Regions from separate parts of the Mus musculus genome. Here all the other regions are linked to region 3. A link is a contact called in public HiChIP or PLAC-seq and promoter capture Hi-C data. All regions are on one chromosome and are shown on one strand. The core of a region is the stretch at or near the end of the contact, and the rest is flanking DNA. Distances in the headings are between cores, read along the strand shown. Region 1 holds the start of Ngdn (neuroguidin, EIF4E binding protein). Region 2 holds the start of Jph4 (junctophilin 4). Region 3 holds the start of Dhrs4 (dehydrogenase/reductase (SDR family) member 4). Region 4 has its middle 23 kb from the start of Gm23596. Region 5 holds the start of Nynrin (NYN domain and retroviral integrase containing). Region 6 overlaps Zfhx2 (zinc finger homeobox 2). Region 7 holds the start of Ripk3 (receptor-interacting serine-threonine kinase 3).

Evidence for each region. Promoter capture Hi-C pulls out the DNA fragments that hold promoters and counts their contacts. HiChIP or PLAC-seq counts read pairs in DNA pulled down with a chosen protein or histone mark.
Region 1: an H3K4me3 HiChIP or PLAC-seq map of embryonic stem cells shows a contact between it and region 3, with 4 times the contacts expected there. The contact joins the promoter of Ngdn here to the promoter of Dhrs4 in region 3. A contact is called at or near these places in 8 of 39 promoter capture datasets (the 3T3-L1 cell line, the HPC-7 cell line, cranial neural crest and 4 more), 1 of 484 Hi-C or Micro-C datasets (liver) and 7 of 115 datasets of contacts at active chromatin or transcription factors (the 230-238 cell line, embryonic hindbrain, embryonic stem cells and 1 more).
Region 2: a contact with region 3 is called in a promoter capture Hi-C map of embryonic stem cells, with 6 times the contacts expected there. The contact joins the promoter of Jph4 here to the promoter of Dhrs4 in region 3. A contact is called at or near these places in 28 of 39 promoter capture datasets (the 3T3-L1 cell line, 3T3-L1-derived adipocytes, the C10 cell line and 18 more), 1 of 15 datasets of contacts at CTCF or cohesin (stem cell-derived epiblast-like cells), 4 of 484 Hi-C or Micro-C datasets (embryonic stem cells and uterus), 22 of 115 datasets of contacts at active chromatin or transcription factors (the SCID.adh cell line, acute myeloid leukemia, bone marrow-derived macrophages and 12 more) and 5 of 9 other capture datasets (adipose tissue, embryonic stem cells, liver and 2 more).
Region 4: a contact with region 3 is called in an H3K27ac HiChIP or PLAC-seq map of embryonic stem cells, with 5 read pairs. The contact joins the enhancer-like site here to the promoter of Dhrs4 in region 3. A contact is called at or near these places in 22 of 39 promoter capture datasets (the 3T3-L1 cell line, 3T3-L1-derived adipocytes, the HPC-7 cell line and 14 more), 1 of 484 Hi-C or Micro-C datasets (muscle stem cells), 13 of 115 datasets of contacts at active chromatin or transcription factors (SST interneurons, bone marrow-derived macrophages, embryonic basal ganglia and 6 more) and 4 of 9 other capture datasets (adipose tissue, embryonic stem cells, liver and 1 more).
Region 5: a contact with region 3 is called in a promoter capture Hi-C map of second pharyngeal arch cranial neural crest. The contact joins the promoter of Nynrin here to the promoter of Dhrs4 in region 3. A contact is called at or near these places in 7 of 39 promoter capture datasets (the C10 cell line, cranial neural crest, liver and 3 more), 3 of 484 Hi-C or Micro-C datasets (B cells, CD4 T cells and embryonic stem cells) and 2 of 9 other capture datasets (adipose tissue and liver).
Region 6: a contact with region 3 is called in an H3K27ac HiChIP or PLAC-seq map of epiblast stem cells, with 6 times the contacts expected there. The contact joins the enhancer-like site here to the promoter of Dhrs4 in region 3. A contact is called at or near these places in 6 of 39 promoter capture datasets (the 3T3-L1 cell line, the HPC-7 cell line, cranial neural crest and 3 more), 5 of 115 datasets of contacts at active chromatin or transcription factors (astrocytes, embryonic stem cells, epiblast stem cells and 1 more) and 2 of 9 other capture datasets (adipose tissue and pancreatic islet).
Region 7: a promoter capture Hi-C map of pre-B cells shows a contact between it and region 3, with 4 times the contacts expected there. The contact joins the promoter of Ripk3 here to the promoter of Dhrs4 in region 3. A contact is called at or near these places in 3 of 39 promoter capture datasets (the C10 cell line and pre-B cells), 2 of 115 datasets of contacts at active chromatin or transcription factors (embryonic stem cells and memory CD8 T cells) and 2 of 9 other capture datasets (adipose tissue and liver).

What each region holds. Positions count from the first base shown.
Region 1 is chr14:55,014,011-55,016,930 of GRCm38.p6, reverse strand. Ngdn (neuroguidin, EIF4E binding protein) reads right to left here and starts at 1,477. Exons shown (of 11, transcript NM_026890.2): 1 at 1,343-1,477; 2 at 703-762. The coding sequence starts at 1,354.
Region 2 is chr14:55,115,393-55,118,257 of GRCm38.p6, reverse strand. It overlaps Jph4 (junctophilin 4), which reads left to right and starts at 1,323. Exons shown (of 6, transcript NM_177049.5): 1 at 1,323-2,267; 2 at 2,813-2,865.
Region 3 is chr14:55,477,311-55,480,010 of GRCm38.p6, reverse strand. Dhrs4 (dehydrogenase/reductase (SDR family) member 4) reads right to left here and starts at 1,253. Exons shown (of 8, transcript NM_001037938.2): 1 at 978-1,253. The coding sequence starts at 1,108.
Region 4 is chr14:55,183,571-55,186,270 of GRCm38.p6, reverse strand. No RefSeq gene overlaps it. Among named protein-coding and RNA genes, the nearest start is that of Gm23596, 23 kb to the right of the region's middle. Within about 2 kb of position 1,415, at least 4 of the 459 cell types and tissues checked have an H3K27ac peak or open chromatin away from gene starts, as enhancers often do. A contact at or near this core is called in embryonic stem cells, where this site is marked.
Region 5 is chr14:55,852,631-55,855,401 of GRCm38.p6, reverse strand. Nynrin (NYN domain and retroviral integrase containing) reads right to left here and starts at 1,287. Exons shown (of 8, transcript NM_001040072.1): 1 at 976-1,287. The coding sequence starts at 1,173.
Region 6 is chr14:55,077,325-55,080,086 of GRCm38.p6, reverse strand. The region is part of intron 1 of Zfhx2 (zinc finger homeobox 2); the gene reads left to right. Among named protein-coding and RNA genes, the nearest start is that of Zfhx2, 13 kb to the left of the region's middle. Within about 2 kb of position 1,321, at least 107 of the 459 cell types and tissues checked have an H3K27ac peak or open chromatin away from gene starts, as enhancers often do. A contact at or near this core is called in adipose tissue, embryonic stem cells, epiblast stem cells and 2 more, where this site is marked.
Region 7 is chr14:55,787,531-55,790,230 of GRCm38.p6, reverse strand. Ripk3 (receptor-interacting serine-threonine kinase 3) reads left to right here and starts at 1,374. Exons shown (of 10, transcript NM_019955.2): 1 at 1,374-1,614; 2 at 1,850-1,993; 3 at 2,098-2,407. The coding sequence starts at 1,595. All of the region lies in intron 2 of Gm32092 (a long non-coding RNA gene), which reads right to left.

The DNA of each region.
Region 1 (2,920 bases), core at 228-2,727, 460 kb after region 3:
GTTTCCAACAGTTCTCCAAGAGGCAGAGAAAACATCGTCATGGTGCTGTCTAAAGATGAGGGAGGGGGTCATTAAGAAACCAAGTGAAGGGGGTGAGGAGCCCGACAGTGGCGATGAGGGCTGTGACTTTTGTTGTTTGTGGGGTTGTTTTTGTTTTTTGAGATAGGGTTTGTCTATGAAGCCCAGGTTGTTCTGGAACTCACTATACACTCCAAGCTGACCTTGAACTCACAGAGATCCACCTGCCTCTGCCTCCTAAGTGCTGGGTTTAAAGGTGTGCACCATAAACAGGCCAAGGAGTGTAATTTTATCTGTACCACTAGAACTTACTATGTAAATGCATATTAAGTGGCACTTATAGCCACTATTTTGACAGATTGTCAACATCTGTTTTCTTAGTTATTATTTAAATAAAGGAGTTTGGGTATAACTTAAAAAAAGTTTTCTGGGGGGTGGCTGCAATCGGAATGTAAAGTGACTAAATAAAATAAATAAATAAGTAAGTGAATGGGGGAAAAACAGCTTTCTGTATTTCTTTGGGAGCTGAATGAATTATTTTGAACTTTCATGAAGCGCATATAAGGCTTTTATTTTACACCTAAGATAATTTTGTAGTATTCGAATCATCAAAGTGTGTGGATGAGACTTATGAAGTCAAAGTTAATCCCTGACTGATTTATTCTAAAAGACATACATACTCACCTGCTCCTGGAGGTTTTTCAAAAGTGTTATCGAACTTGACACGTCTGACTCCAGCACCTCCTACAGATAGGAGGGGACAGTTAAAGGTGATCAATTTCTTACTTTAGGCGATGATGATTGCAGAACGTACTGCCTATCAAACTCCCTCCTTTCCTTCAAAACAGTCGCGACTTTTGGGTCGTTTTCCCCCCGCACAGGGGCAGGCAGCCTCGGCACACAGCCAGTCTCCTCCCACCACACCCCCCCCAATTTACTGGAAAAGACCGGAGATTTCATCGCCAAACTTTACGGCTGCCTTTGCCCCAGCCACATTGTACATGTGACGCTAGCTCTGCTCGGAACATTGTCCCACCTTAAGGCCGGGTCACCGCCCGCCATGGTCACGAGACTCTCCCTACAAAGCTCATTCTGAAGAGTAATTTGGGGTTAGCCTCCTGTCCGGAACCAGCCAACCTGCAGCGTCTGACCCTCCCTCTCATCTGACATACGATACCGCTGTGTCAGAGTGAGCGCATCCCTGAGACAACTCTCATCACTCTCATCATCCATGGTGCCAACGGTTTGCCTCGATCCGTGGAGGCGAAAGGAAACTTTCACAGATTCCTTCCTTTCCGGGAAGAAGCAAGGAGACAGAACTCACCGGAGCCGCCATCTTCGCAAAGCCCACCCTTTCCGGGCCCGAACTTCCTAGGAGCTAGCGTGAGTTCATAGTTTTGATAGACAATCACAGTTTGCAAATTTCAGCCAATGGAAGTAAGAGATCTTTCATTTCCGCTAATCGGAGAGGCGGGACCTCACCTAGCCAATGAAATAAAGAAACTCCCTGAATGTGTCAAACGCAGAGGCGTTCTTAAGGCGTAAAGGTGGGCGGGGACAGAAGCATGTGATTCGTGATTTACAGAGAATGATGGATGCTAATTCCAATAAATATTGTGCAGATTATTGATTGACAGCTAGTGCAACCAGTAGAAAAAAGAAATTAGTTATGCAGCCCGAGAGCTCATTGGCTCCCAGATGCCGCAGAGACAGTCTTTCCACGGCGTTTTCCGTGTAGTGCCAAAACAGACCGCAGGGTGGCGGCTTCCGTCCGTTCTCTGATGCGGCAGGGTTGCTGGGCCGCCATTGGCCCCAGGACTTCCAAGTGCGCCTTTCCTGGTTCTGTGACTGTCCTTGAACAACAGTGGAGCCCTTTTCATCCGTAATTTGGATGGTTGGGATGGAGGAGCGGGAACCCAAGGTTCAGAAACCGTCGGCCGCATCACCGGCCAACCCTCCCCGTGCACGCCTAGGACTCTGCGCAAAGGCCGCATTGCGCCCTGCATTCCTCTCGAGGGAAAAATCGACAGGCGAGGAACCGGCTCAACCTGCGTGCCTTTCTCACTGCTCCACTCGTCCACCGCAGAACGTGGTTAAAACCCTGGCTGTGCATATTTCCTTTGTCCCCGTCATCTTTTCTCAGTATCTTCCAACACGCCCACTCCCTCGCCTCTCACGGGCTGGAGGATTAGGTGGGAGTTATAACTCCCACTCTCCGTCTGCATTACACAATACAGCGCTAGAAAGGTCCTCCTGGCTCGGAGTTTCCTCGCGCAACAGAAGAGCAGACCTGAGCCGGGAAATCCAAAGTGTAGCTTTGGCCTTTAATCCCAGATCTCTTTAGTCAAGAGACAAGCAGAGCTCCATGAGTTTCAAGCCAGTCTGGTCTACATTGTGAGATCCCATCTCAATAAACAAAATGAAAACGGGGCTGGAGCGATGGCTCAGTCAGTGGCCAAGAGCACATATTATTCTTGCAGATGACCAACGTTCCATTCCCAGCACCCAGACAAGACAGCTCACAACTACCTTTAACTCCAGCCCCAGGGGAATTTTAGTTCCTTCTGACTTCCCTATATACAGACATAGGCATACATAAAAGTGATTGTTTTTTTGTTTTTTGTTTTTTGTTTTTTTTTTTTAAGCAAAAAAGAGTAATCCTTTTTCTATCTTGAATTCTGGGTGAAACATTCTAGTTTCTACCTATTTGGGAACTACATAAAATGGGACAGAGGGTTTGCCTGTGATATTTATTTGCTGTTTAAGGTTCATTGGGAGGCGCAGAGCACTGTAAGAACCTACAAGAGTTTTGGTATTTTTCTGTCTTTTAAAAAAAAAAGTTTATTTATTATATGTGTGCGGCACGCTTGTGAAGATCAAATGGGAGTTGGATCTCCTTCCA
Region 2 (2,865 bases), core at 74-2,573, 360 kb after region 3:
CAATGTGATTTAGGGATATAGCTCAGCAGACACACAAGCCTACAGCCTGAGCTCAATCCATGGATCCTAGGTGAGAAGCCAGATGCAGTGGCCCACATCTAAGCCTAGCACTCCTAAGGAAAGATGGGAGTCCACAAGAGGATCAGGCCAACTAGCCTGGAGTACATTACACAGAGGAGACAAGAGCTATCTCAACAAGACAGAAGACAAGGACTTCCTCTGATATCTCTCTCTCTCTCTCTCTCTCTCTCTCTCTCTCTCTCTCTCTCTGACACATGCACACACCACCACCCCACTAATATATACATAGTGTGTAGTATGCACACACATGTGCCTGTGTGTGTGTGTACAAGAGAAATCCCTGTTTATTTCGATCTTCATACTCTTTATTTTACCAAAGTACCCAATGTAACCCTGACTTTAGGGGATGCTCCCAAGCACAGACATCTGGAAGAACTGAAGGGCTCGAAAGACACCAAGCTGCCAGCTAGAGCCCAGTGATAGAGCACGCGCTTTATCCCAAGAACCAGAATTCCGTTCCCAACACCAACAAAAATAAAAGTCTGCGTTTAGTGTTCTACTTCTAGCTTTGCCAACTTTGCCAGTGTGCCCCTTGGTGAATGACTTCCCCCTCGGGGCTCTGGATCTCTTTAAATCAGGTGTGGGGATGAGGGGTGGGCAGCGGGGACTAGGTCCTATGGGGAAAGAAAGGCAATTGAGCACACTGGTGCCTCCTTCCCTGTAAACACGCAGGGGCAGGCCAGAGGAAGCTGAGAAGGGAGGGAATGCAGTACGTGAATACCTGTGTGGTCTACTTGTGCTGTCAATCTGGAGAGTGGACTCGAAGAGGTCGATGATGGGCTTAAGGGGCCACAGCAAAAGCCTGCTCAAGCAAACTTGTGTAATTTGCTGTGTTGTGAAAGAGAAGACTCCAGAGCCCTAAGATCTTGGTGGCCTCCTCAAATTTGAGCCCCCTTAATGAACATACCAACACTCCCTTCAGAGGGCCCATCCTAGACAAACTGTTGGTGTCCGCGGAATATTGTGTGCATTAGCTTAGTGGGGCCTCCAGACAGGGCCCCATCTCAAGCTACCTCTAAAACTGTGACAGGGTGGGCGCTGTCTGGTGGAGGAGTTTGAGCTGAATGGGCAGAGGTATCCACGTTCAAATGCCTCCTGGCTTCCGGCCAAGCAGCTGGCAGGTTCATCCCTCTCCCCAGGGTCCTCATAAACACCACTTCCGGACCTCCTGTCTCCATGTGGGCTCTTCCTGCCGGGATTTCTATTCTCATGCCTGCCCTTTCTCTGCAGAGCTTTCTCCCGCTCGTCGCGAGCCTTATTTCGCTCTCTTCTTCTCCCTATGTGATTCTGCTCCCCTCCTTCCCTCCACCCTTGACTTCTCTCCCTAGCTATCTCTCAAGAGTCCTGGAATGGGTCTCCCTCGCCATCTCCCATGCCGGCTATATCTCCCCCTGCCATAGCTCTCACCCCTGCACCTCATTCTTTGTATTCCTCTCGCACTCCCGGTCTCCCCAGCATCTCTCCTCCCCCGCCTGGCTCTGGCCTCCCCCTGCCTCCCCATCTTAAGACTCCTCCCCCTAGCTCCTCTCCCCTCCCCTCCCTCCACCTCACTCCACTCCCTGCCTGCATGCCACGGTTTCTTTCCACCGTGGGGGTCTCTGAGCCTTCCATTCTCCTCTCCGCCTGCCTTCTCCCTCACCTCAGGGGTAGCGAACCCCCTTTTTTTCTGCCTGAGCATCCTCGCACCACCCCCACTGCCACTGACTCTCTCCCCACCCTCTCCTCTCCGCTTCTCTCTGCCCCTTTAAATCTGCCTGGCCCAGCCTCCCCCTTGATGCTGGGTTTGGAGCAAACATTGATTTGTGCTGGGATGGAATTGGAATTTTGATTTTTTTTTTCCTCTCCCAACCATAAGAAGAAAAAAATAAAAACACCCCTTCTTGATAGCCCCCTCCCCTTTCCCATCCAGCCCCCAGCTCCTCTTCGCTGTCTCCGTTCAAGACAGATTTTTTTCCCCCTACACTTATTCTCATCCCCTCCACCCTGCCACTACCTCACCCCCCACACTAGCCTGCACCTTCAGCCGAGGAAAAGGGACTCTCCCATAGCTCCCCCACCTTCCTTCTCTGGGTTGTAGCAGTCTCTCCGGAAGGGAAGGGGGCTTGGCTTGTCCTGGTGAGGTGTGAGTGGAGGGACCCTGCCATGGAAACTGCGCCTGGGAGGCAGCCTGAGCCCCAGCACACATGGTGAGTAACCTGTCCCCTCCCTTTCGCCAGTCTGCCCATCCCTACCCTCATCCCCCACCCCACCCCCAACATCCCCATTCTACCATCGGCCCACCTGGGGCCGGCTTTCTAGCTAGCTACATTTTTACCCCCTTGCCTCCCCCGCACCCGGGTTTGCTAGCGGAGCCAAAGAATCCAGGCAGAGGGGTCCAAATCGCCAGGAAAGCAGGTGTCGGAAGACCCTGCCCTGGCCCCTCCCAGGTCCCCCACCTCCAACTGCCATCCACGCTCCACACTCTGGGGTTCTGGGTTGGAAAAGTAGGACTCGGGATCAGCGCTGGGACCCCAAGTCCCGGGAGGCGCCCTCTACAAGTTGGGAGGGATGGGAAAGCCCCCTTGCCCTCACCGCTTGGGAGCTGCTAAAAGATGCTGCCTAGGGGGGATGGGAGGAGGGCTGGAGGGCGGTGCTGATGCCCTAAAGCTACCGGCAGGGGAGCGGCTGGCAAAGAAGGGGACCTCGCTTTCCACTTGCCTCGCTCTCCACTTGCACCCCTCTTTCTCCGCAGCCACTCAGGATGAGGGTCCGGCCCTGCCTGCCCGCGCTGGGGCCCCTCCGCCC
Region 3 (2,700 bases), core at 4-2,503:
GTGACACACTGTCAAGGCCTCTACCGCAGAGAAGAGGGCGAGAGCATGCGTGGGCTCTGCTTTCAGGCTTTCAGCACTGGACCCTCGCTCTCCCTGTATTCGAGCTTCACGCATTTCTACTAGGTAGAGTAGGCTTTTAATGGTGCGGACAGAAGGATAAGCTCAGATGATTTTATTATGATCTTGTCTTTTACCCCAGTTCCCGGGACTGACATCACCTGCCACAGCCTTCATGACCGATTATTGTACCTATGTCCAGTTGGGAAAGAGGGGAGAGAAATAGATGAGTGTTCAGTTGCCATGGACTTAGGGGCCTTGCTGGAAGAAGCCCATATCCCCAAATACCTCTTACCACACTACAACCTCACAATTCTATCTTTTGATATATTTGGGGGGGGCCTTCACCAAAAAAAGCATGGCTCAAAATGTAAATATCAATTACATATTTTATAATAGCCAGATGTTAGCTTTTCATAGACATCTGCATTACAGATTTTCAAGGAGTTTTTTAATTTAGTAAGGTCCTGTGGGGATTAAAAAACTGGATAGTTGAGAGTGGTGGGTGAGACAGGCTGGGCACGGAGGCCCAAATATACAGACTGAAGTAAAGATCTGGGCACGGGATCCAGGTAAGGGGTCCCTAGGGAGCAAGAACAGCAAGCAGAGCTTTGAAGCCGTGACTGGTTGTTTTGGTCTTCCCAGACTCTAGGTGGAGCTGTCGATTGGGGCAGCCCAGAAGCACCGGGACCTGGGTCCTTCTGGCAGCGCCGAGCTCTCACAAAGCCGAAGGCAACAGTGATACAAGGGCTAGCCTGTGGCAGGGCCAGGTCGGGGATTCGGAGCGATTTCAGGTCCACCATGTGGGTTTCCTTTTTCTCCCTCGGGGTGGCCTTTGGCCGCATCTGAGGCTCGAGGACAACAGTCCAGGAGTTAAAGAGTACTTGTTTCTGGATGAAGACTCTGGCTCTGGTACTCACCCGTCGGTGGAGGCTGTGACCAGGGCCACCTTATTGGAGAGAGGGTTTCGACGAGTCAACCCGGAACTGGCCATCCTCACCGACATCCACGCTTGAGTCCAACCACCTAACAGCCGTCCCGCTTTCTGCATAGTTCAGGCCAGGGGGTTGGGTTGAACTCTGCTAGGGGAGGGGACTGTTCAAAGGGCGGGAGGCTGGTCTAGCTGGGAGAGCTCTGACTTCCCAGACTGCCTGCCCCTCTTCTAGGACCGGCTCTGCGACGGCCCGGGACTAGGCGGGAGCCGCGGCGGTTGCGAGCGCTCCCTGCTGGCGCCCCGCGCCCCTTTGCCTGATTTGGGACTCCCGCAAATTCTCAGTCCAAGTTTCCTTCAAGACCCCCACACCTCTTCTACCAGAACCCCCAGCTTTTCCTGTGCCCCAGCTGCTCCTCCCACTTCTGCTGGTCCACCTTTTTTTGGGATGGGGTCTTAGGAGAGTCGTTGGAGAGGAAGCTTTGCAATTTTATTTATTTTTGTTTTGCTTCCTTAAACTCCAAATAATTCTTCCTTTATAAAAAGCCTGGGTTTGTATGCAGGACTGCACAGACAACTCATTTGGTAAAATGGTTGTTGAGCAAGCATGCTGGCCTGAGTTTGGATCTTCAGCATTAACATAAAAAGCAGGGCTTGTCACCTAACAGCTGTATTCCTAGCTTTAGATACACAGACAAGATGATTGTTGAGGCTTTTGGTCATCTGGTCTTGCCAATCCATGAGCTCCGGGCTCAGTGAAAAACCCCGTCTCAAGAAAAAGATAAGATAGGGAGTGGTAGAAAACAGTCCACGTTGACCTCTCGTATAGGCACATGTGTGCATACCCTACTCCCCCAGCCCCAGAAACACACCATGATGAGCGTAGTAAAAATGCCTTTAGACATGTAAAAAATAGCTTATTCAGGAACCCCACTACACCCATGGCTGTACTGATAACCAGAACATCACTCACTCAGGATAACCAGACACAGTCCTAGCACCCCACGATGCCCATTGGACAGTATCAAAGCAGAGACCAAGGGCAATGCTCTGCTCTGCACAGTTGGAGAGAAGCTACCCAGATCTGCCCTGTGTCTGGAGAGTCTTGCCAAGGATCCTGACCCTCGAATCAGAGACCACTAATAGAGGCTAGACCCAACCTTCAGTTAAGATATGTTACACAGCTGAGAAGCCCTGGGGAGACAGGCTTAGGACCTTAGTTAGGAATTTAGAGAGTGAACCTTGTGTGATGACCCTCTGCGTAAGAAAATAACACACACACACACACACCACACATCACATACAAGAAGGGCAAATGAATGAATGTTTTGAGACTGTCTGTGGAGGTGACACTTGTGCTCCTCACAGTGTCCATGTAGTGAGGGATGAGGAGGCCAGGTGACAAATGTGATAAGTTGTGACAGCTGGCCTAGGCCTGACACTATCTTTCCCTATGGCACAAAGTCTATTGCCAGTGGTTCTCAACCTGTGAGTCACAACCCCTTTGGGTTTGCCTAAGACTATTGGAAATATCAAATTTTTTCATTATGATTCATAACAGTAGCAAAAATTAGTTATGAAGTAGCAATGAAAATAATTTTATGACTGGGGGCCACAACATGAGGAACTGAATTAAAGGGTTGCAGCATTAGCCAGGTTGAGAGCCACTGAGGACTTCATCTTCAGACAGGCAGGAAATGACCACTGTGATA
Region 4 (2,700 bases), core at 166-2,665, 290 kb after region 3:
GGGAACAAAATACCCATGGAAGGAGCTACAGAGACAAAGTTCAGAGCAGAGACTGAAGGAATGACCATCCAGAGACTGCCCACCAGGGGATCCATCCCATAAACAACCACCAAACCCAAATTGCAGATGCCAACAAGAGCCTGCTGACAGGAGCCTGATATAGCTGTCTCCTGTGAGGCTCTGCCAGTGCCTGGCAAATACAGAAGTGGATGCTCACAATCATCCTTGGACAGAGCACAAGGTCCCCAATGAAGGAGCTAGAGAAAGTACCCATGGAGCTGAAGGGGTTTGCAGTCCCATAGGAGGAACAACAATATGAACTAACCAGTATACCCAGAGCTCCTTGGGACTAAACCACCAATCAAAGAAAACACATGGTGGGACATGTGGCTCTAGCTGTATATGTACCAGAGGATGGCCTAGTCGGTCATCAATGAGAGGAGAGGCCCTTGGTCCTGTGAAGGTTCTATGCCTCAGTATAGGGGAACGTCAGGGTCAGGAAGCAGGAGTGGGTGGGTTGAGGAGCAGGGGGAGGGTATAGGGAATTTTCAGAGGGGTAACTAGGAAAGGGGATAAGAATTGAAATGTAAATAAAGAAAATATCTAATAAAAAGGAAAAAAAGACACATAAAAATTATTGGACTTATTAGGACTATAAATACTAACCCTTTCACCTCCAACACCAATGAAAAAAGCCAATTGTTACAAAAATATAAAAAGTATACTAGCTTCTAGTTAACCTTCATGGAAAAAAATCTCAGGACTCTGGAGCATATCTGGATTATATGCCTAGCGAGCACACATGCTACCTTCTCAGCTTTAAAAGGAAAAGCTGTAGAACATTAAATCCTGTTATAGATGTGGCTACTTCCTTCACAGTAATGTAACACTTGTGAGTGTTAACAACTTGAAGTTCCCCTGCAGTGTGGAATCATAGGGCAGGAGGCTGGGTTCAGCCTCACTCCACAGCCTTCACATCGTTCTCTCTCTGGCTCCGTAAGCTCCTAAATCTCTGGGTACCCAGGCTCCTGAGCTGGCGCTACCCCCATAGCTTTTCTCACCCTCACTGAAGAATGGAAATAGTTAAGAAATGGGGAAGAAAACCTAGTCTGGTGCTCCCCGTAGTACCTGTTTGCTTGGTGTGCACATGGCCCACCAGGTGTGCTAATTCAAGGAATATACTTGCTTGGTGGCTGCTACTTTGTGACACACAGGGAAGCCCACATCAGGCATCTTTATCCAGTTCAGCATGAGCCTTGGCTCCGACATTGAATTTCCTGGTGTTCTTTTTCACTTCAAACTCTACATTTTACATTTTTTTTTTTACCGATTGCCCTTTGTCATCCTAGATCTGCATAAGAATAATCACTAATTACCATGTGACAGTGCCAATGACACACCTCCTCAAACAAAACCAAACCTCCAACAAAGCCACACAATGATGCCCATGTCCTGTAAGCAGCAGGAGAAAAGCTTTCAAGGGCAAATGGTGGTTAAAGGGGAAAGTGGCAAAGCCACACCTCCTGATTCTTCCCAAATAGTTCCACCAACCAGGAACCAAACATTTAAATCTTTGAGCCTACAGAGGTCACTCTCATTCAGACCACCATACACGCATATTCAGAGCCCAGATCTACATAGGGTGCCACTCCTCGTGTGCTGTCCACCTCTGCCCCTCTGCAGACAAGAGTCTCTTATTGTCCCAGGGCATGCCAATTAGGCTAGACTGATTTCTTCCTTTCTTTCCTCAAAGAAAGACAAACTCCTGAAGCTCTGGAGTGGGCCGGGGCAAGAATTGAATGATAATTTTTAAAAGAACAATTTTCTTATGTTACTGAAAAACCCATGCCCAAAGAAAAGTTCCCAAGAAGCAGGAGAAACTAGACATGTCTGAGTGATCCTGTACAGGAGGAATGCAGTCACACCTCATTTGTTTAACAAACTTTTGCTGAGGACCTTCTGCATGACAAGTTTCCCGTTAGAGGCTTTAAGGGAAAACAAAGAGAAGGACTACGGTGCCTATGCCCATGGTCAGCAGGAGCAAGGCTCTGCAGCAGTGATGCCCAAGCCCATGGTCAGCAGGAGCAAGGCTCTGCAGCAGTGATGCCCAAGCCCATGGTCAGCAGGAGCAAGGCTCTGCAGCAATGATGCCCATGTCCTGTAAACAGCAGGAGAAAAGCTTTCAAGGGCAAGTGGTGGTGAAAGGGGAAAGTGGCAAGAAAGGCAGAGGCAGAATCTGGGGGAAAGTTTGCCACTCAAAGGACTTTGGTCTTGATTTAAGCTGATGGAAAGACAGCCCAAATAGTTTCATCTATCTCCTAAAGTCACTGCCTAGCTGTGGGTGAGTATGCCTCTCCCAAAATTCAGGCATTGAAACCTAGCAGCAAGTGTGATGGTTAGAGAGCATTGGTTGCTCTTCCAGAGGTCCTGGGGTTCAATTCTAAGCACCCACATGGAAGCTCACAACTGACTGTAACTCCAGTTCCAGGGGATTTGACACCTTCACACAGATATACATGCAATCAAAACACCAATGTATAAAATAAAAATAAATAAATAAATCTTTAAAAATAAAAAAAAAAGAGTTAGGTCTTGGAGTTTCCAAGACGGCTCGGCAGTTAAAAGCACTTGCTGTTCTTTATTACTTTTTTACAAGTACCACATAAGAGGTCACAACTGCCTGTAACTCCAGCTTTAGAG
Region 5 (2,771 bases), core at 38-2,537, 380 kb before region 3:
GGAGAAATTTCCCAGCCTCCCCTTCCTTCTGCTGGCTGTGTTCCGGGCCTCCCCTACCTAGGCCCTGACCAACTGAGATGTGGGTAGAGCTTCAGCCAAAGGGTTAAAGACTAGCTTGTATCCGAGAGAAGGGAGTCCAGAGCATTCCTACTGGAGAAGATAAGGGAATCTGAGGGAGTAGGGGGCCCTTGGGTGTGACTGAACCAGAGGGAGGAGCCCAGGCAGAGAAGCCAAGATGAGCGTAAAAGGGACAAGCTGCAACCTGGCCTCTCCAATATCCAGCTCCATACAGCAGGCCCTTTCATCTCAACGTCCATGATTCCCTGGCATCCCAAGGCACTGCCTTCCAGAACAGATGCATCCTACTCTGCCGGCAGGGTCCTAGGTTCTACAACCTCCACCAACCTACTCCTTCCTGACTCTGATGACTGAGGCAGACCCTCACCCTCTCTCTCTCTCTCTCTCTCTCTCTCTCTCTCTGAGTCCTACTGCTTCGTCTATAAACTGCCAACGCCACTCTACAAGTGTCTCTAGGGCCCTCCTCTGGTCCCAGTACTCAGAGAAACCGCCCAGGATTTAAGCAGACAGAAAGAACGGAGGCCTTCCAGTGTCTTGGTGAGAACAAAGACATATGTTGCAGAGGCCACAAAAATGCAGGCCCTTAAACTGATCCCAAGATGGAAAATCTGGGCCTGTTTCTGACCAGAGAAGGCTGGTAGAAAGAGACTCTCAGCAGAGGTTCTCTCAGCACACTTAAAGGACAGAAGTGACATGTAAGAGAGGGGTGGGGCAGAAGGGAAAGAAGGAAGCAGAGGGACAGAGCAGGGGCCCCGCAGATCTGGAGGGAGGGAGGCCCAGACCCTGCAAGCCAAACAGCAGGACAAGCTCAACACCTCTGGGGACTCTTGACTGTTCAGGAGAGAGGGAGAGGATCTGACTAGGAGGGAAAGGAAAGAACAAAACGAAGCTGTTTACCTTGGCTTTGCCCGTATTTTCCCGGGGCCCCTCCAGCTGCAGCCAAAAGTAAGGGGTGTCAGGACGGCTCTGGAAAGCGGTCACCTTGACCCTGAAGATGCGCTGGACTTGCAGCCGCTGCCGGTGTACCCGGGGCTTCGATTTTGTCTGCACCATGAACCATTCCTGCGCTGGGGGTTTACCCCCCGACAAAAGCATGGCTGTCCCTCCGGCCCCTGGAAAGCGTGAGAAGTGTCACGGGTCCCAGCACCGAGGCCCCCAGCCACCTAGCCCTGCAGCCTAAGCCACGCCTCCCCTCCTTGAGGCGCGCCCCCCGCCACCGCCTCCCTGCTGTGGGTTCTGCGACCCACCCGCCAGCGCTCCGCGCCCGCCCTCCCAGCTCCGTCCCTTTCCGCCGCAGCACGGGAGACAAACCCTTCCTGCTAAGGGTTGTAGCTAGGGGTGGGACCGAGCGGATTCCCGCCGCCCTTCCTCCCCCTCAACCACCACCCCCTCCTCCCCTTCGACCTCGAAGCCAGGCCCCCTGGATAAACTCGCCTGAGCTGCTGGATGGCTTAAAGGGGCGCTGGAGACTGAGGGAGGGAAGGAGAGGAGGCTGGGCGGGAGGGAGAGGGCCAAACAGGGTCTTGGAAGCAACTGCCTTCCACCCAAGTTTTGTGTTCAGGGGTCAAAGTTCCTTCCTCGAAGGAAGGAAAAGGAAGGATTGAAGAGTTGATCTCTGAGACCCTGGTTTTAGATTCCAAGCAGTGTTCTACACACACACACACCACATACACACCACACGCGCACACACACCACATACACACCACACGCACACACACAAACACATCACACACACACACACACATGATCCTTGGTCGTCTGGACTTCCCTTGAAAACCCTTTACTACACCCATCTCTTTGTGGCAGGAAAGGGTTAAGGGAAAATGGGGTGGAGAGACCACAGAGGCTAGGGCCTGTAGAAACTATGGGCTGGAGACCAAGCAGGACGTAAAGGGTTACAGCTCTGACCCCCACCCCCACTCTAGTCTGGGGACCGCCTGGAACTGGCTCTAGGCCCAGGCCCTGCGGAAGCCCCCCAGGGCTGGAGGGGCAGGGGGTTAGCTGCCAGAGTTTTCAGGCTCGGGTTGTTTAGGAGAACCCCTTTTTTTAGCAAGTGTGAGTTAGAGTGTGAGGAGCCAGTGGGAGGTAGGGTCTCCAATCATCCTTATCCACAGCCATATGGTTGGCATCAGTGGTCCAAGACTAGCCCTGGGCTGGGGACACTCTCAAAACCCGAGCTGCCTTGGAGACATGCTCAGTACAAAGAACACTTTATGTGGTCTTGTAGCCTGAAGTAGCCTGGCACTGGGAAGGCACAGTCTGCAGCTGGGGCCTCGAGAGAACCTTACTTTCCAAACAAACCAAGAGTCACAGTCTGACAGACACAAGTATGACCTGACCCACGGGAACAAAGGACAGCTATTTTTTTTTTTAAACTGAGTCCTTTCCTAGGACATCGGTGTTACAGAGCCACCGATGTGTGTATGTATGCAGGCCAGTGGGGAGGTGCACGCTGTGCAGAAGGGGCCCAGGGGGAAAAGATTCAGGTTACTGCCAGACTAGACTGGATGGTCAAGCCCCACCTTTACAAGGTCTCATCCCTGGAATGGAATTCAGAGAAATAAAAGGTGGGTCTGTGGGGTTCTGGGTAACGAGTTCTTCAACCCTGCCCCTCCAGAAGGCTTTGAAGTCAGAGGCTGTCTGAGTGACCCCACTTCTCTCCACTTTCCCTGCCTTTAATTGTACTATCAAAA
Region 6 (2,762 bases), core at 72-2,571, 400 kb after region 3:
AGAGGTAAAGCCTCGTCCAGCATATGCAAGACCCCCGGTTCAATCGCCAGCAGCAGAACAATAAACCAAGGCCAAGTAAGTAAGGCTTGAGTTCTGCCAACCTCCTAGGGAATCTCGACCTATCAGCTGAGGCAGGAGGATCATGGGTAATCTACTGCCAGCCTGGGCTTTAGAGGAGGGGCAAAGAGGGATAATCGCCAAGCAAAGCAGTAAATGGTGGGAGGACTAGGTGTGAACCTGGCCCCATTGAGAGGCGGAGCAGGAGGAATGCCAGCCTCCTTCCAAACACTGTGCTCTGCCCCGAGGGAGGGGATGGCCAAGCAGGGGGTAGAGCATGGCCCTCACTGACACCCAGGCCATGCACTCTGTATATTGATTGCCCTTATGGCCCTCACCCCATTACTCCCAGGTTTCCACGTGAGGAAGTAGTCTGGATAAGCAAGGTTGAGTGCTGGTGAGGGCCCGGGCCAGCATGACTTTGGTCTCTTACACTTGAAGATGTAAAGCTCAGGGCTGGTAGAGTCTTGGTGCCCAAGCTGTTGCCACAAAATCTTTTGCCCTTCACTGGGCCTGAGGAAATGGAGGGGGGCAGGTTTTGTTTATTCGGTTTGCAGAGCTGGGGCTTGGTGGTGTTCCCTCTGTGACCAGCAGGGGGCAGTGGTGCTTCTCCTAATCTGATCCAGGTGGGGCTTGGAGGGAAACACCCTGGGCCACCGTGGCTTCAAATTCTGTGGCGCCTCTAACTCCATTTCCATGCTCTGCCCTTGCCCCCTGGCTCCAGGACTTCTCTAGTTGTCTGTCAGTTTCCCATCCTACAGGGTCTCAAAGACTACCTTAAAGATCTTCCACTTGTATGCTGAACCTCAAATTCAAGCCTTTCAGTTTCTGCCTCCTGATATATGTGTGTGTGTGTGTGTGTGTGTACATATATGCCTTACTCTTCAGGTCAGTAATTATGACTGCCTTCTGTTTGCGGGACAGCAGTTCCTGTCGAGCCTTGAAAGCACTCCCAGGCTTCCCTCTCTTGAGTAACAGGCAGACAGGAAAACCTGGCGGAAGGGGGAAGGAGACAGTTCCCAGAACGAAAAGCCTGTTTCTCCACAGCCTTGCCTTATCCCTTCCTCTCCACCTCACCCTAGTGAGGAGCTGGGACGGGAGGGAAGAATGGAAGGCCACGAGGGAGCTCCCAGGACTGAGGGCCGCTTTAGAGCTGTCGATCCATCCATCTTTCGGGGCGACTGCACCCTCAGAACTCTCCGCCCTCCCTAGGCTCCAGGGCTCCCTCCTTCCATTCCCCGTGGTGGCAGCAGCCTTGTAATTTAAAGCTCTCCCTGTCGCCTCTAATGCGATCCTCCGGTTTTATTGACTCGCTCTGCGGTCTGTGGCGCCCCTTCACATCAATCTCCGCTCTAATCACACGGCTGCCACTGCCTGCTCTGCGGAGGCCCAGCCCTTTCCTCTACTGTCCCCCACCTCCAGAACACCAGCCGCCTTCGCTCCAATTCCTTCTGAGCTGTAATGTCATGGTCTGTGGCGGCTGCCTTCTGCCTCTACCCTCCTGTGAGACCAGGCCCACGGGAGAGCTGCTCTTAAGAAATGCTGGGAACCACAGGAAGAAATGGCTGTGGGACAGGGGTGACTGAGAATCTTGGCTAGGGATAGCAGGTAGATGAGCCCCGATTTTTTAGAGGCTTTCGTGCCATCAACAGTTCAAGGCAAGAAGGGCAAAACAAAAAGGGGGCTTAGAGCTTCAGAGGGGGAAGTCAGAAGCGGGAGGCAGAAGGATTAAAAGTGGGGAACACCCTGGCCACAAAAGTCTAATCGCTAGTGCGCGGTGGGAGAAACTTCGGAGAAAGGGACGAGGGAAATAGGTAGGGGAGAGATAAATTTGCAATGGAAATTCTCTCCTGAAGAGGAGGGATAGGCTGGGAGGTAGGGAAGAGATTTGCAATTTTAAATAAGCCACCAGCTGACCTACCCGGCTGTGTTACGGGTCTCACCCACAAGCTGGCCAAAAGCTGAGCCCCTTTGGTTTCTACTTAGCAACCCAGCAGTCCTTTTCTAGTAGGAGAATTAAGCTTTAGAGAGAGCGGGAATCTGGGAGTTACTCCAGGGTCGGGTCCTATTCAGGCTGCCTCTGAGCTGTGATGTAGCACTGTGAGTGGAGAGCCAAGAGGGAGCTGAATGCTTGTAAGCGGGGCTCGTCTGCTGCCCCGGCAGGTGAGTTAAAGGGCCCACCATGTCAACCCTCAGCTCTCCCTATCTAGTGGGGCCCAGCCTGTGGAAATGACTGAACCCTCACAAACCAACAAACTTAGCATCCTCTGTCCCACCAAGGATCCTCAGAAGGAATGCCTTTCTCCATCAATGCTAGGGCTCCACCCCCAGCCCCACCCAGATTCGTCATTTTCCTTTGATTTCCAGGTACTTATTTGCATCTCATTAGCATGCTAGTTCTGCCCCTCAAGGTTCTTGAAGGTTCTGACTCAGGCCAAGCTGGATTCCCAGGGGCAGGAGGGAAGAGGGAAGTGGGAAAGCAACCAGGCTCCTGGACCAAGGACCCATATCAAATCTGGGACTCTGGAGATGAGGGTTAAGGACGGCCCAAGGAGTAAGAGGCCACCCCCTCGCCCTTTCTCTGAACCAGTGTGGCCTGAATGTTAGACAGTTTATCATTAGAGATTGTTGTTGATTCAGAGAGAAAGAGGAGTTAGATGGATTCATGGGGAACTGATAATTTTGAAGAAGGCCTGACAGCTCCT
Region 7 (2,700 bases), core at 125-2,624, 310 kb before region 3:
ACAGTCTGACACTCTAGGATCTTGAAAAGCTTTCATGGAGAATATATGCCATGCTTGCCTGAAGCATGAATCAGAGTATTTACTTGCCAAAGGTATCACACAAGGGGAAGGGTGGGAAGCCCTTAGAGCTGCTACAGAGGCCATCACAGCAGCAGTGGCTCGATTGCAGGGCCAGCACACCTATCCTCATTACAACACCCTGGCATAGACCCTGGGCCTTCCAGCTCCACAACCCCTACTTAGTAGCTGCTCTTGCTGAGCAGGGATTCCAAGAGGTCCTTTAGTGCATACTGCGTGCCTCATACCTTACCTGCACCACAGGTAGATTTATATAGCCCAGAGGCATTGTCAAGAAGAATAAGCTAACTTGAGCTGGAGTGTGTGTGTGTGTGTGTGTGTGTGTGTGTGTGTGCCGCTTAGTAGGCAAAATTCTTGTCATGCAAGCATGAGGACCTGAACTCATATTCCCACAACTAAAGTGACATTGGGGACAGTAGCCCATGTATACCATGCCAGTGTTCCTACAGCAAGATGAGAGACAGGAGAATACTGGGACATTAACAGGCTAACACATAGCATTATGCACACAGCAGAGAACAAACTGACCCTATCTCAAACAAGGTCGAACACCTACACACACACACACACACACACACACACACACACACCATGACATGCACCCCTTCACCACATGCATGGTCATGCACACACATAAATAAATTTTAAGATAAATAAGAAAGCCAAGCATGGTGGCGTACACCTTTAATCCCAGCATTTAGTCAGGAGGCAGATGCAGATGGCTCTCTGTGAGTTTGAGTCAACCTGGTCTGTATACTCGAGTCCCAGATCAACCAGGGCTCCAAAAAGAGACCCTGTCTCAAAAGTAAGTAAGTAAGTAAGTAAGTAAGTAAGTAAGTAAATAAATAAATAAATAAATAAATAAAATAAGGGCTACCTTGGTGGAGCAGAACTCGGTTCTAAACTAGTCCCATACTTACTTGGCCAAGCGATTTAAACTTTAAGTACTTGGGTTTCCTCCTCTATAGAAAAGAAAACACGGTTGATCTAAGAAGCCAGTATGTGTACCTGGCCCAAGACAACCCTTACTAGAAGCGTTACTCCGTGATCTTAGGACCATAAAATCCTCCTGATCTCCATCCTCCCTTCATCAAAATGTGGTTGGCAAGCGGTGGAGCTAAGGGGTCCAAGAGAGACTGGCTATCGTGGGGAGTCAATCGTTCCTGGATGGTGAGGACACCTTTTGTGGCACGCCCAGTGCCTGGGCGCTTCTCGGGTGGAAGCAGTTTCAAGGCACGTGCACAGGAAATAGCCCCAAAGTTTTCAATGCTCCACCCCAGGGGGCGGAGATAGAAGGAGCCTCTTATTTGAAAGGGAAGTTGTGAAGTCGCTCATTCAAAGTCCGGGGGAGCGACCTGGGAAGCGGAATTCGGGGCCTGAACCTCCGTGCCTTGACCTACTGATTGTTCCCTTTGCAGACCCTGCCTTCCTCTCAGTCCACACTCCGAGCCGTAGACGTCGGGTTTCCAGCTCCGTCTGTGCACACATAACTCCAGGAAGCCGCTAGCTCCCGACGATGTCTTCTGTCAAGTTATGGTGAGTGGGGAGTGAGCTGTGTCTCCGGCACACCCACACAGGTGGCCCGGGGACACACTCAAAGGACGCCTTTTCTGAGGCAGGGGACAAAGCTGGGGGTGAGGCGGGCAGCAGTGGGGAGGCTAGACTCGCTGCCTACGCTGCCCACGCGCAGTCACGGAATCCCGGAGCTTGGGAGACAGAGGATGCGCTAGGCTGGGGGATGGGCCCCCTACCGGACAAGAACCTTTCTCAGGCCTACTGGTGCGTCAGCGGTTCCTCTGGTGAGCCGTGAAGAACTGAAGAAGCTGGAGTTTGTGGGTAAAGGAGGGTTCGGAGTCGTGTTCCGGGCACACCACAGAACATGGAACCATGATGTAGCAGTCAAGATCGTGAACTCGTGAGTGACCCCAGCTGTAGTCAGAGTGTGGTCACGAGCCTGAGTGGGGCAAGGGTGGGGTCTTCCAGAGCGCAATCCAATTTTGGCCCCCTTTCGGCGTGTAGGAAGAAGATATCCTGGGAGGTGAAGGCTATGGTTAATCTTCGTAATGAGAACGTTCTGCTCCTGCTGGGGGTCACTGAGGACCTCCAGTGGGACTTCGTGTCCGGGCAGGCTCTGGTGACAAGATTCATGGAGAATGGCTCCCTCGCAGGGCTGCTGCAACCCGAGTGCCCTCGGCCCTGGCCACTCCTCTGTCGCCTGCTGCAGGAAGTGGTGCTGGGGATGTGCTACCTACACAGCTTGAACCCTCCGCTCCTGCACCGGGACCTCAAGCCCTCTAACATTCTGCTGGATCCAGAGCTCCACGCCAAGGTTAGTCCATCTACAACCTAGTGTAGACTTGGGACCATGTTGAGTACCTGTCCCTCTGAATACAAGACTACACACATGACAAGACCCAACTAGGAGTTTTATTTCTAGTCATACCAGGTGACCCTCCTTACCAGACGCCCTTCTTAACCCCCTGGCTCAGTTCCACAGGCCTAATGCACCCTCACGGACCCAGGCTGACTTATCTCAGGCCTGCCCATCAGCAACTCAGATCTCCTGCTAAGTTCTCAATGACTTTACCTTCCCTCTGGTCCTCCATAACACCTTCCAAAAAG